Linked DNA regions of Mus musculus: region 2 is linked to region 1. A link is a contact called in public promoter capture Hi-C data. All regions are on one chromosome and are shown on one strand. Each heading gives the region's core, a stretch centred on a gene start, on an enhancer-like site or on the middle of the called end of the contact. The rest is flanking DNA. Distances are from core to core; before and after follow the strand shown. Region 1 holds the start of Ccl9 (chemokine (C-C motif) ligand 9). Region 2 holds the start of Wfdc17 (WAP four-disulfide core domain 17).

The links. Capture Hi-C pulls out chosen DNA fragments and counts their contacts.
Region 2: a promoter capture Hi-C map of liver shows a contact between it and region 1. The contact joins the promoter of Wfdc17 here to the promoter of Ccl9 in region 1. A contact is called at or near these places in 10 of 39 promoter capture datasets (the C10 cell line, the HPC-7 cell line, the SN4741 cell line and 7 more), 1 of 15 datasets of contacts at CTCF or cohesin (the NIH/3T3 cell line), 7 of 484 Hi-C or Micro-C datasets (B cells, bone marrow-derived macrophages, centroblasts and 4 more), 10 of 115 datasets of contacts at active chromatin or transcription factors (the NIH/3T3 cell line, bone marrow-derived macrophages, cardiomyocytes and 3 more) and 6 of 9 other capture datasets (adipose tissue, bone marrow-derived macrophages, embryonic stem cells and 3 more).

What each region holds. Positions count from the first base shown.
Region 1 is chr11:83,575,956-83,582,209 of GRCm38.p6, reverse strand. Ccl9 (chemokine (C-C motif) ligand 9) reads left to right here and starts at 3,574. Exons shown (of 4, transcript NM_011338.2): 1 at 3,574-3,821; 2 at 5,764-5,835. The coding sequence starts at 3,746. It overlaps E230016K23Rik (RIKEN cDNA E230016K23 gene), which reads right to left and starts at 149. Exons shown (of 9, transcript NR_036453.1): 1 at 77-149.
Region 2 is chr11:83,701,109-83,707,362 of GRCm38.p6, reverse strand. It overlaps Wfdc17 (WAP four-disulfide core domain 17), which reads right to left and starts at 3,307. Exons shown (of 3, transcript NM_001081957.1): 1 at 3,190-3,307; 2 at 2,421-2,569; 3 at 1,094-1,295. The coding sequence starts at 3,271. The coding sequence ends at 2,421.

The DNA.
Region 1 (6,254 bases), core at 2,325-4,824:
ACTAAAATCCTTGGAGACCATCCCTCCAAGCCCCCTCCCAGCACTCCCACTTGGGCTGGCATCCTGCAGACCTCACCTGTTCCAGGTTCCACTTCTTCCTTCCAGCTTGGTGAGCAGCAGAGTTCTGGACTCCCTGAGAGAGAATGCAGGACTTGGAACCAAACCTGGTGGGGGAAGGGCAGGGAAAAAAAACACCCCATGCTGAGAAGTAACTGGTGAATGCAGTTACTTAACAGCTTCCAGCCACTGGTCATGCCTGCTCCTCTCAGAATCTAGGTGTAGGTTTGCTGAGACAGTAATTCCTCATTTGCATGGGTCAGTGGTGGAAAGAAATATCATTCGTTGATATAGATGATCGGGAAGGCAGCAGCCAAGTGCCATCTTGAGATAAAGTCTATTATTCAAAACTGAGCTATGCTGGGGGCCTGAGATGGGAGAATTTCTATCAGTTGGGGAGCCATAATTTGGCTTGCCACAACCTCTAGGTGAGGGAAATTGACTTGTGGAGAGCTGGAGGGGTGACTATGGACAAGCTAAAGGATCAAGTTCCAGGAGGTCAGCTCAGGCTGAGAGCCCTGCCCTCAGTGACCAGGAACAGGTTCCTCAAATGAAAATAATTCTGGATTTGATGGGTTTTGAACTTAAAGCAGGCAGATGGATCAAATCCTAGAGCCAGCTATTGTTCACTGCCATGGACCCAAGAATTCCGAAGTTCCAAGTTTGTGCACGATACCTATATACTGACAAAAAGCAGCATAAGGGAAGAACTGATGTATTTTAGCTTACAACCCAAATTACAGTCCATCATAGGAGGGAAGTAACTGGCAGGAGTTTGCACATCCGCAATCAAGAACAGAGAAATAATCACTCCTCGATTGCATAGAACTTTCTTACACACTCCAGGGTCCAGCACCTGAAATGGTGCCATCACTTTCCAGATGGGTCTTCCCACTTTAATTAACAATCTCCCGTACGCATGCCCAACCTGATCTAGATAATCTTTCATTAAGACTCTCTTCCCAGTGATTCTAGGTTATATCAAGTTGCCCATTAAACTAACCAACACAATACTCACAGTGGCATTCCCCCAGCAGGGTGATTCATATTCAAGAGGTCTTGAAAGTATGGAAATAGGTCCTCTGCTTAAACCAACTCAGTGCTGTGGTTTCCTCCCACATTCCCAGCACACTTGGGGAATCACCCTCCAGACAAAGCATACAGCACCCCAGCGTTACAATCTGTCTCAGGAGGATGCAAGAATCTGTCCAGACCATAAAAGGAAACCCAGGAGGCCTGCAGAACCTGTCATGTGAAGAATGGGAAATACAAAAGAGAAGACCTTGCACATGGACATTACACTCCTGTCCAATACAAACTCAACATCAGCATAAACCACAGGAAATACAAAAGTTTAGAGCTTTTTGTTTGTTTTGTTTTTTGTTTGTCTGTCTGTTTGTTTTTGAGACAGGGTTTCTCTGTGTAGCCCTGGCTGTCCTGGAACTCACTCTGAAGACCAGGCTGGCCTCAAACTCAGAAATCTGACTGCCTCTGCCTCCTGAGTACTGGGATCAAAGGCGTGTGCCACCACTGTCCAGCAAGAGTTTATAGCTTGACTGGTCCTCCTCTCCCATCTCCATGCATGAAAGGAGCATCCCAAGAGAACATAAACACCTGGATTAAATAAGGAGCTTGATACATGATATGAAAAAGGAAGTTGGGTTGGAGAGATGGCTCAGTGGTTAAGAGCACTGACTGCCCTTTCAAAGGTCCTGAGTTCAAATCCCAGAAACCACATGGTGTCTCACAACCATCTGTAATGAGATCTGATGCCCTCTTCTGGAGTGTTTGAAGACAGCTACAGTGTACTTGTATATAATAAATAAATACAAATCTAAAAAGAAAGAAAGAAAGAAAGAAAGAAAGAAAGAAAGAAAGAAAGAAAGAAAGAAAGAAAAAAAGAAAGAAAGAAAGAGAGAAAGAGAGAGAGAAAGAAAGAAAGAAAGAAAGAAAGAAAGAAAGAAAGAAAGAAAGAAAGAAAAAAGAAAGAAAGAAAGAAAGGAAGGAAGGAAGGAAGGAAGGAAGAGGAAGTAGGAGGAAGTAAATAGGGTATAGAACCATTGGGGGAGGGGACCATAGCAAACTACTGGAGATCCAAAATACAATTAAGTCAAATTAAAAATTCTGCAGAAAGCCTTACCAGTAGAATCAGTCAAGAAAAGGACAGCATATCTGAGCTTGAAGACAAGGCACTGGGAGCAGAAAGTGTCAAGGAAAAAGATGAATTAATGAAAAGGCATGAGTTGGACTTTGGGCTATTTAATACATGAGGAGAAGATAAAGTCTAATAATCACAGATATAAAAGAGTGAAGTTCTTTCCAAATGCACAGAAAACATTTCCAGTGAAATCATAGCCAAAAAAAATTTCCTAAATTAGGCAAAGAAACATCTAATCAAATAGAGAAGTCATTTAGAACACCAAAGAGACAAGACCCAAAAAGAACTTCTTCTTGTCATATTATAATTAAAGTTATAGTACTAAGTATTCAAAACAAAGAAAATGTGTAAAAAGCATCAAGAGAGAACCACTAAGTCATGTGTCAGGAGATGTCCATCAGCGTAACAGAGAGCTTGGAGAGGCGTTCCTCAAGCTTTGGAAGACATGAACCTCCAGCCCAGGACAGTATTGCCAGCAAAGGGCTCCTTCATAACTCAAGGAGAAAGGGGATCCTCCCTTGATAGAAAGAGGCTAATGAAACTCACGAAGACTGAACCTGGGTCCTCTGAAAAAGCAACAAGTGCTCTAAACCAGTGAGCTGGCTCTTTAGCCCTCTCTTCCTATTCTATTTGACCACATCAGACTAAAACCACAAATGAACAGCAAACATTCACAAACTCACGGAGATTGGATAACTGAGTGTGTAGACCAGACTGGCCTCAAACACACACACACACCTGCCTCTGGCTCCCAAGTGCTGACACCAAGTGGTGAACACCACCCCAACCAGCCTTAGATGTTTCTTCTGACAGACGTTCTAAAGATTTTTTTTCCTCTGATGTTAAAGTATATTAAAAATATCTAAAGGGGCTGGAGAGTTGGCTCAGCGGTTAAGGACACTTGCTGGCTTCAGTTCTCAGCATCCACATGATGGCTCACAACCATCTGTAACTCTAGTACCAGGGAATTTAACACCCTCTTCTGACCTGCACAGCACTGCATGTATGTGGTAGACATACACACATGCAGGCAAAACATGGATATAAAATAAATCTTTAAAAATTAAAGAAAAATAATTAAAGAAGGAGTTGACAACAATTTTATATATCTCTGGCAAGACATATAAGTTTACTTTTATAATCTATATCTGTCGGTCAGCTGTCAATGAGCATAAGCCAGCGTCCTCCAAGCTAACCTCTCATCAGGGGTCTAGAAGGATCCCTCACTCCCACCCTGTGGCCAGAGCTAAAGGAGTGAATGAATTTTATAAAAGGAGAAATCCTTCTGGAAATATTTACTCTCTCTGAATCAATTTGAACTTTGGAAAGCCCCAAGTCACCTTTGCCCTCCACTTCCCACTGCACACTGTTCCCTCTCTTAGAACTAGCATGTTGGGTGTTATGTAGTCAAAGGAGGGCATTATGAGCTGTACCCCAGGGACTTCCTGATCCTCTTACATGTATAAATAGCAAGACCGGGCCAGGAACAGCAAGCAGTCTGAAGGCCAGCTGGGTCTGCCCACTAAGAAGATGAAGCCTTTTCATACTGCCCTCTCCTTCCTCATTCTTACAACTGCTCTTGGAATCTGGGCCCAGATCACACATGGTGAGTCCTGTGGTGGTAACTGAAAATTTGGGGGGAGTTCCAGAAGGGGCAGCATTTAATAATTTCCATCCCAGACAGAGCAATGGAATTTACTTAGTACAGACCTGCCTCTGGCTATAGCCCCTGGATCAGTGGTTCTCAACTACCGGTTGCCACCCTTTTTGGAAGTCAAACAACCTCTTCACAGGGCTTGCCTAAGACCATCAGAAAACATAGATATTTACATTATGATTCATAGCAGTAACAAAATTACGGTTATAAAGTAGTAATGAAATAACTTTATGGTTGGGGATCACCACGACATGAGGAACTGTATTAAAAGGCTGCAGCATTAGGAAGGGTCTGGTCTGGAAGCTGGTACACAAATGGCTTGCTTCCATTTGGAGAAGCAAATGTTTTCCTTTTTCATAGCTAGAATTATTTGATAACTTTTCCTAGCCAATCCTAGCTGACATTGTAGTTAGATCGAAATAACTATAATTAAAGCATACATTTGTAGAAATGAATATAAAACTCTGTGATGCTAGAGTTATTAGATGTCAGCTAGTATAGAACCATCATTTTTAAGGCATTGGGACCAGTCAGGCCAATGGCTCATCCAAGGTCACCATTTCATCTGAAGCTATGATATTTTAGTTTATGGAGGTGACCAGGGCTCAACACAGAGAGGTCCTGTGAAATAAAAGAATGTATTCCTCAACTTTTCTAAGGAGGAGAGATACATCATGTCTCACAGAGCCAAGGAGAATATTGGAGTTAGGCCAGGAGGCATAAGTAATGAAATAGAGAAACTTGTGTCAGATTCTTTATTGGAGATACTGGAAAAGAGGAAGGGCACAATGCAGGGTTCAGTTAAGATTTCCTAGACTGAAGAAGTCGAGCAGACTTTGTATATATGGATGGTCTTTAAGGATCTAGCTTTAGGAAGAGTTAGGGCAAGGGAAATACCAACATGGTGTTTGAGAATGATAAAGGTTGGGTGCTGGGCTCAGTGAGAGTTGGTTAAGAAGCAGTTAGCCCCTCCCTGTGGTCAGGATTTTAAGTATGCCAGAATACCATAATATGCAGAAAACAAAATACAGTTAGTAGAGTTAGCTATTGCTCAACTGTCCAGATGTTGATTCATTCTTCCTCTGGCATCCCTGAGGGGTGGGACAAATGGAAATGCATCATTCTTGTAGAAAAAGAAGAAGTTAGAAGACAAGCAAGCCTTGTATATATTATTGCCCTGCTCACTTTTCAAACCAGATAACTGAAACAGAGAATTGGAACAGCCTTCAATAATGTAAGACCGCATGAGTAGTGATGGGTAAGACTAAGAGGCAGATTAGTAATCATGCGTTCAAGAACAGGCACTGCTTCTTAAGATTTACTTTGGAAGCCACCCACACCACATCAAACTTGTTAAATAATAGCCGTGCACCCTACTACAGATAATTCATATGCAACCATTGAAGACATGATATAAGGGATTAGTAGTCTTGTCTTAGCACAATGCAAATTCCCAATCCTTTAGCAACAATCTTTGGGCTTCGATATATTTGGGATAAAGGATTATTATGGATTTTAAAAAGTGATACATTGCTGGATGTCACTCAACATCCCTGATGGTTTTTTCTTCAGTGTGTCCTTTAATCAGGCATTTATATAAATGTGGACTATTAGGAGCCTCATTTCACTTCAAGGGACTTTGTGTCACCAAAGGGGTTTGTGCTTCAAGTCAATAGAGTTTTTGGTTTTTTTGTTTTGTTTTGTTTTTTAAGATCCCAGAAAAATCTCATGTCACCTAAGGGGATAAATGAGTCTAGAGCAGATCCTAGACTCCAAGTGTGTGATGGTGGTCCTCAGCAGAGCCTTCTCAGCCTTGGCAAGAATCGGGGTGGGGATGGTGAGTAGAGATGCTAAGACAATGATGCTAACCTCTGCCCTCTGTCTCTTCCAGCAACAGAGACAAAAGAAGTCCAGAGCAGTCTGAAGGCACAGCAAGGGCTTGAAATTGAAATGTTTCACATGGGTAAATATTTCATTACAGCTTGTACTGAGAAGCACCAGGTGGTTGCAGATCAACACCAGAGCATCCCCCTACCCGATGACAGAACAGAACAAGGTCATGAGGGTGGTTGAGGATGCTGTCCAAAAATCTTCAAGAAGATCAGGATGGGCCATTAGTATTCCCTACAGATGTGCCTTCTCTATGCACCGAGTCTGCCTTGGGGCAGAAGTCACCTATAGGTGACTGCGCATGGCTTCCCTTCTATGGACATGTTCCCAGCCTGATTGTGGTCCACGTTAGGCCCACTCAAAGGTGCAGAAAGAGATGACAATGAGTGCAGGGTGAGGGGAAGCCTCCCCTGAGTCCCGGGGCCTTCTTATGCCCCCATGGGACCATCACCCCAGCAATGACCTGGCCTTTGAGTGCCCCCTTGTTTTCTT
Region 2 (6,254 bases), core at 2,058-4,557, 130 kb before region 1:
GATGCGTGAGCAAGAATAAAGACAGACAATGAGGCTACACAGAAGGTGACATAGATCATCACAAACAATGTCAGCTATGAGAGACAGAGGAACAGTGTTGTGATAGAGACAGATATGGGACACCTTAGGCTTGTAGATGAAGTGGAGAGATCAAGAAAATATAACAGATGCTAAACATGTCCTGGAGAGATTCTCCTCTGAACAGAGGGCTTGCCTTTTCATCGCTGATCCTCTGCAGCATCCTTCATGAACCCCAACAATTCAGAGAGAAGCAGCAGTCAAGCCTGGACATGGCTTGCACCCCATCCAGTAAAGCCAGGGGATGAAGAAAACCACCTCACAGATCTCAATACTGCTCTTGTAGGATAGGAATGGGCCCAAAATCCCTGGTAGCATTTCAGGTGAGTTCTATCTTCCAATAGACAGGAAGTCAGATTTTTAAATGTACCACTCTCAAATGTTTAAACATTATTTTAAATCATGTTCATGTGTAGTGAGGTGTGTTGGTATACCTGCACTGGATGCAGGAGTCTGAGGAGACCAAAGGTGTTAAATCCCACCTGGATCTGGAGTAACAGTAAGTTCTGGACACCTCTCGGGGACTCTTGGAACTGTGCTGAGGTTCTCTGGAAGAGCAGTATGTGCTATTACCACTGATACAGCTCTCCAGCCTCCTAACTCCTGCTAAGAAGAACCCATACCCCAGAGGTCATGCTTGTGCCTAGGAGTTTGATATCCACTGCTGCAGGATGTTGTATTGCTTTACAATAGAGAGTTCCTTAGCCCCTCCTGCTTGTCCTGTATTATCATCCATTAAATAAATGCAGTTCCAGCAGGTCTGCTCTATGAGCCATAATCAGTTCATTTTGTTTGCTTGACTAGACTTATGTTTGAGAATGCCCCCAGAAAACATTCTTATGTCCTCTGCCTTGTTTCTACATATGAACAAGGTAGGGGGAGAGGAATTAACTTGGAGGACCTTGTCGTGGGACTGCTCGGATCCTGAGGCCCAGTGTTCAAGGGAGGCTGCAGGGATGGCGCCGCTGATTAGAAGAGTCAATGGGATGGGAAAATAAGAACTGTACAACAAGAAGAATGCTAAGGGTAGTTTATTTTGGACACAGACATATTAGGGCATTGTCACCACAATATAGATCTTCCTTGTCCAAGAATGCAATTCTAGGGCTAGGAAGTAGCCAAGCACAGGCTCTGTGAATTCAGAAGAAATCTTCTGGGGCTGGCCATCATTCATGTTTATGAAGATTGAATCCATCTTCCACATGGCTGTCAACCATCTACAATGCAGATTTGATTATGCCATTTCCTTTGCTAAGAAACCTCTAGTTGTTCAGCCCTTACTCTCTGCTTGGCAGCTCAATGCTGATTGGATGTGGGCTTGTTTTAGAATGTCCAACCGAGATACCACATTTAACTGGAACAATAAATCCCCGAACTCTCAACTAGGGCTTACAGTATCCCCATTGTCTGAACCTGACTCCCTTGTCTGGGGGACTTTGAGTGTTCTAATTATTGATCTCCACTCTGACATCTTCCCTGACAAAGCTAGTAACCACTCTTAGAACTTACTAGAAACTGGTGCAAAGTTCACGCTGACATACATTTCTACAGTCTAGTTACATTGGCCTTTGAATCGCCATTGTAACACATGCCTGCCTGACTTGAAGGTGTTCAGTAAATGAGTGTTGCCATTAACCTCATTGTCTTCTCCCTACCAGGGACACTTGTTTTCCTGAGAGTGTCAACCCTTTTTGGCTGGGGTGGAGAAGAGTGAGATGTCCCAGTCTATGACCATGTGGGTCTAAGTTGTGGTGGCTTGTGTCAGTTTAGTCATGGTGGAAATGTCTTTGCAGTGTAGAAGGCACAGATCATGTAACCTGGTGTCCTTCCTTCTTCTTCCAGTTCCTTTCTCTTGCACATATCCAGACTCTTGTGTGTAGCCAGTGTACAAAGGCCATGGGGCTGTCCAAGGAAAGTCCCCTGGAAACTGACTAAGTCCCTTGGACATACCTTGACAGGATGTTGTAATATGGATGATAAAGGCTCTTGTAGCCTTATATATTTGAATAATATGTTCACAGGTTTAAAACTTTGGAAATATATGTTGGGAGGTATGGATTTGTTGGAGGAATTGTATCTCAGGGGACAGGCTGGGAGCTTTCAGAGGCCCATATCCTCCCCAGTTAGCTTACTCTCTGCCTCAGGATTGCTTTTCAAAATGTAAGCCTGCAGGCAATGCTCCAGTCCCATGCATTCCTGCCTGCTATATTGTTCCCAAACACCAGGGACATGAACTTACTCTCTGAATCTGTAAGTCCCCCCCAAAACTTCCTTCTCTAAGTTCCCTTGGTCATGGTGTCCTATTACAACAATGGAAAAGTAAAACACAGGACTATACTCACTTAAAAGACAGGAGTTTTGCAGACATGACCACAGCTATTGCTACAGCACTTCATGTTGCCAGGGCAGGATCCATCTCCTGAGCATTGATCAACACAAATTCCAACACTTTCTGGTGAAGGCTTGGGACAAGCTCCAGGTTTTTCAAATTCTGAAATATACAATGATATTTATGTAGCCAGAAAACAGACATGAAACAAGGTGGAGAATTGATGCTAGAGATCTGAAGTCACATCACCTGCTGGAGAGCTTACTCTATAATGTCCTTTTACAACTCAGGGCTCTTCCCTCAGCTTCACCAGCTCCAGTCCTGCTCTAAAGCCAAGCTGTTGATTCAGGCCCTCAGAGCATATTCTCCACCTCCACAGCCTATGCAGTCTCAGTAGAAAGAAACTTCTACCATCGTAGCCTGTCTTTACACCTCAGAAGATGCCATAAATACTCTAATGACAGCCACACCTCTCTTTACACCAGACCCATGGTTCATCTCTGAGCAAGTGCTCCCACAGGACTCTAATGCAAGGCACATCTCTAAACTAGCGGAGCTGTCCTGATTTCTGTGCAAGTTTCTCTCAAACTAAACCCCCTCCTGCCAGCCTCTGTCTTTAAGAACGCTAAGGAATGCAGAATGATCACTCTATATAGACTAAAGGGAGTGAGTGTGATCCAAGCAGTTGTCACATGGCTTTCCCTGTAATAATGCATCCCCTGGTCCTAGTGATCTTCTAGAGTCCCCTCTCTTTCCAGCTTGGATGCCCTTAACACACTTACCTTTGGGGCAAGACACTACATAGGTAGTGTTCATCCCCACAGTGATCAAAGCCACCAGAAACAAGACTGTGGCTGTCTTCATGTTGGCTCTGGCTCGGCTGAACTCATGAAATAATTTATAGCCTCAGTAAAGCTAGAATTATGGGTGTGGGAGGAAGCAGTCAATGGGGAAATGCATGAAAACAAGAGCTTTCCAGAAAGTGCCTGCCCATCACCAGGTTCCTTTTTCCAGTTTCATAAGTGACTTCTCTCTAATTGGTCTTTGATAGATGCTAAACAAAATCACAAAATAGTCTCAAACTCATTTCCTTACCATGTGAGTTGTTACACCACATCTTGGCCCTTGTGTGAATGATGAGCAAGGGAAATATTTATTGCTGTGTAGCACTGTGTCTCACAGTAAGAGCTGGAGCAGAGACAGCCAGTAAGGAGTGTCAGGGCCCACTGGTGGCTTCCTGGACATCCAGTTACATAATGATGTAGCATTCTTCTGGGAAAGATGGGGTTTGTGTCTTTACAGCTCTACAGATGAGAATCTGAAACACTGTGGATCTGGGCCCCTCCTACCTGCAGATGTAGGTAATGAAGTCACTCCTGGAAAAGCAGATACTCAATGACTTCCAATTGGCAAGGGTCAGTTGAAAGTAAGTAGGCAGGCTCCCTGATGATGAGAGGTTGTCTTCGACCAATGCTTTTCTATAAGTCAGGTCTTTATACAGAAGGCTGCATATGTGAGCCGTGGAGGGATGGGAGGCCTAGGAGAACATGCAGTGTCCCTTGTCCCTCAGCAGAGAGCCTGACTCTTTTGCTCTCCAGACTATACACTCTCAGTGACAAAATTGTAGCTGGACAGTCCAAGTCTGTGGGAAAGATTCAGTCACCACGTGCTGGCTCTGCAGTGTCTTCTCTCTGTAGGGTGTCTTCTCAGGGTTTGAGGGGTTTGTGTGGTCACTTACTTTGCTCCCTTTATTTCTAGTCCTTCCTTCAGATTGAGGAGACATTCTAGGGTGTGTGTAACATTCCTCCTTTATTGTGTGCTTGCTTTGTCAGAAACACAGGCAAGTTCATTATTTATAATATTTTTTGTAATGTTATAATTTATATAATATGTATAAAATCATAATATATAGCAGTGGGGTTTCTGTTTATTTGTGTCTTTTGTTCTTGTTTGTTTGTTATTTTTGTGACAGGATTTTTCTGTGTAGCCCTGGATGTTCTGGACTTTGCCCTGTAGACCAGGGTGACCTTAAACTCAGATATCCACCTGCCTCTGCCTCCCCACTGCTGGAATTTAAGGAGCCCACAACCATCACTTGGCTTGAGATACAGCAGCTTCATTGGAAGCAACGGGCCAGACAGTTCTGCTTTCCTTGGCAGCCCGGGCCCAGGCAAAGAGAAAAATATTTGTTCTAACTTTAGTTATTAATATAACCTCTCAGATAACATACTATATGACAACAATAAATACATTTTTATATATCCTCCTATGTCCATATAAACATGTGTTACAGGAAAGACTGCAAAAGGCTAACTGTCTACTGAAGAATTCAAGAGGTTTCAGAGTCCTGAGAAGCAGAGAAACAGAGAAAGGTAAGAAGAATCTGGATTGATGAGATAATGAACCAGGGTTAGGAGAGAAGATGGAGAAACTGTGGTGGCTCCAAGTGAAGCCACTCCTTGTCTGCTGGGATCCTGGGGGCTCAAAGTTCAAGGGAGTCTAGTGGGATGGCTCTGCTAATTAGAAAACTCAATACAGTGTGCGCACACACAACACACACACACAAATGAGACTTCAACCAAAAGAATGCTAAGGATCATTTATTTTGTACATGAACACACTAGGAAACTGTCCCAAGCTTATAGAACTTCCTCTTCTAAGGATGCAGTTCTAGGTCTCGGCAGGAGCCAAGCAAGGGCTCTGTGGATTCAGAAGAAATGCCATCAGTTATGCTTATGAAGACCAGATCCATCTTCCACAGGGCTGTCAGTCATCTGAAATAGAGATGTGATCAGGACAGTTCCTCTGCTTGTAACCTTCTGGTGGCTCAGCCCTCACTCTCTGCTCATTAGCTCATTGCTGATTGGATGTGCACTTCTTATAGTGTCCCTCACTCAGACACCACAGCTATCACCTGCAACCTTTACACATCTCTTAAGGAGGACCCACATTTCTTCCCCTATCCGATCCTGCCTGACTTGTCTGCTAGGCTTTGTGTGTTCCAACTTCAGCTTCTCCTAGTTGAACTCCACTCTGAATTCTTCCCAGGCAAAGCTAGTCACCACTGTTAGTACTTACTAGAAAGTGGTGCAGAGCGTATGCTAACACAGAGTATGTTTCTACAGTCTAGATACATTGGCCTTTGAATCCCCTTTCTAGCACATGCCTGCCTGACACATAAGGCATTCAATAAATGAACATTCCCTTTAATATCATTGTCTTCACAATCCCAGGAACATGTGTTTCCTGAGAGAGTTGAACCTCTTTGACTGAGGGAGAGAGTGTATGATATCCCATGTTATGACTGTATGGCCCTAAATTATGATGACTTTTGTGCCCTTTTGTAAATGTGAGATTGTCTTTGCACAGTAGAGGGCTATGGCCATGCTCCCCCCATGATTGTCAAGGATTCATTCTCTGAACCTCAAAGTTCCTAATAAACTGTTTCTTCTATAAGGTCCCTTGATCCTGGTCTTATTACAACAATAGAAAAACAAACAAGAGTACTAACTTTAAAGTGATGTATACTCAGGCAATACGCAAATGCAACCACCTTCAATGTTGCAGCATTCCTGGTCATCGGGGCATGATTCATCTCCTGTCTATTCATCAAAACAATCTCCAAAACTTTGTGTTGGCCACTTGGGACAAGTTCCATGTTTTTCGAATTCTGAAATATATCATGGTGTTTATGGAACCTGAACAAGTTAGAAAGACATGGTTTTAAATTGGTGCTACATGTCTGAAGACTCATCACCTGCAGAAGACGAACCTGCTCTACATCCTCCTTTGCATGCCAGGGCTCTTCCCACAGCTTCATCAGCTCCAGTTCTGCTCTTAAGCCCAG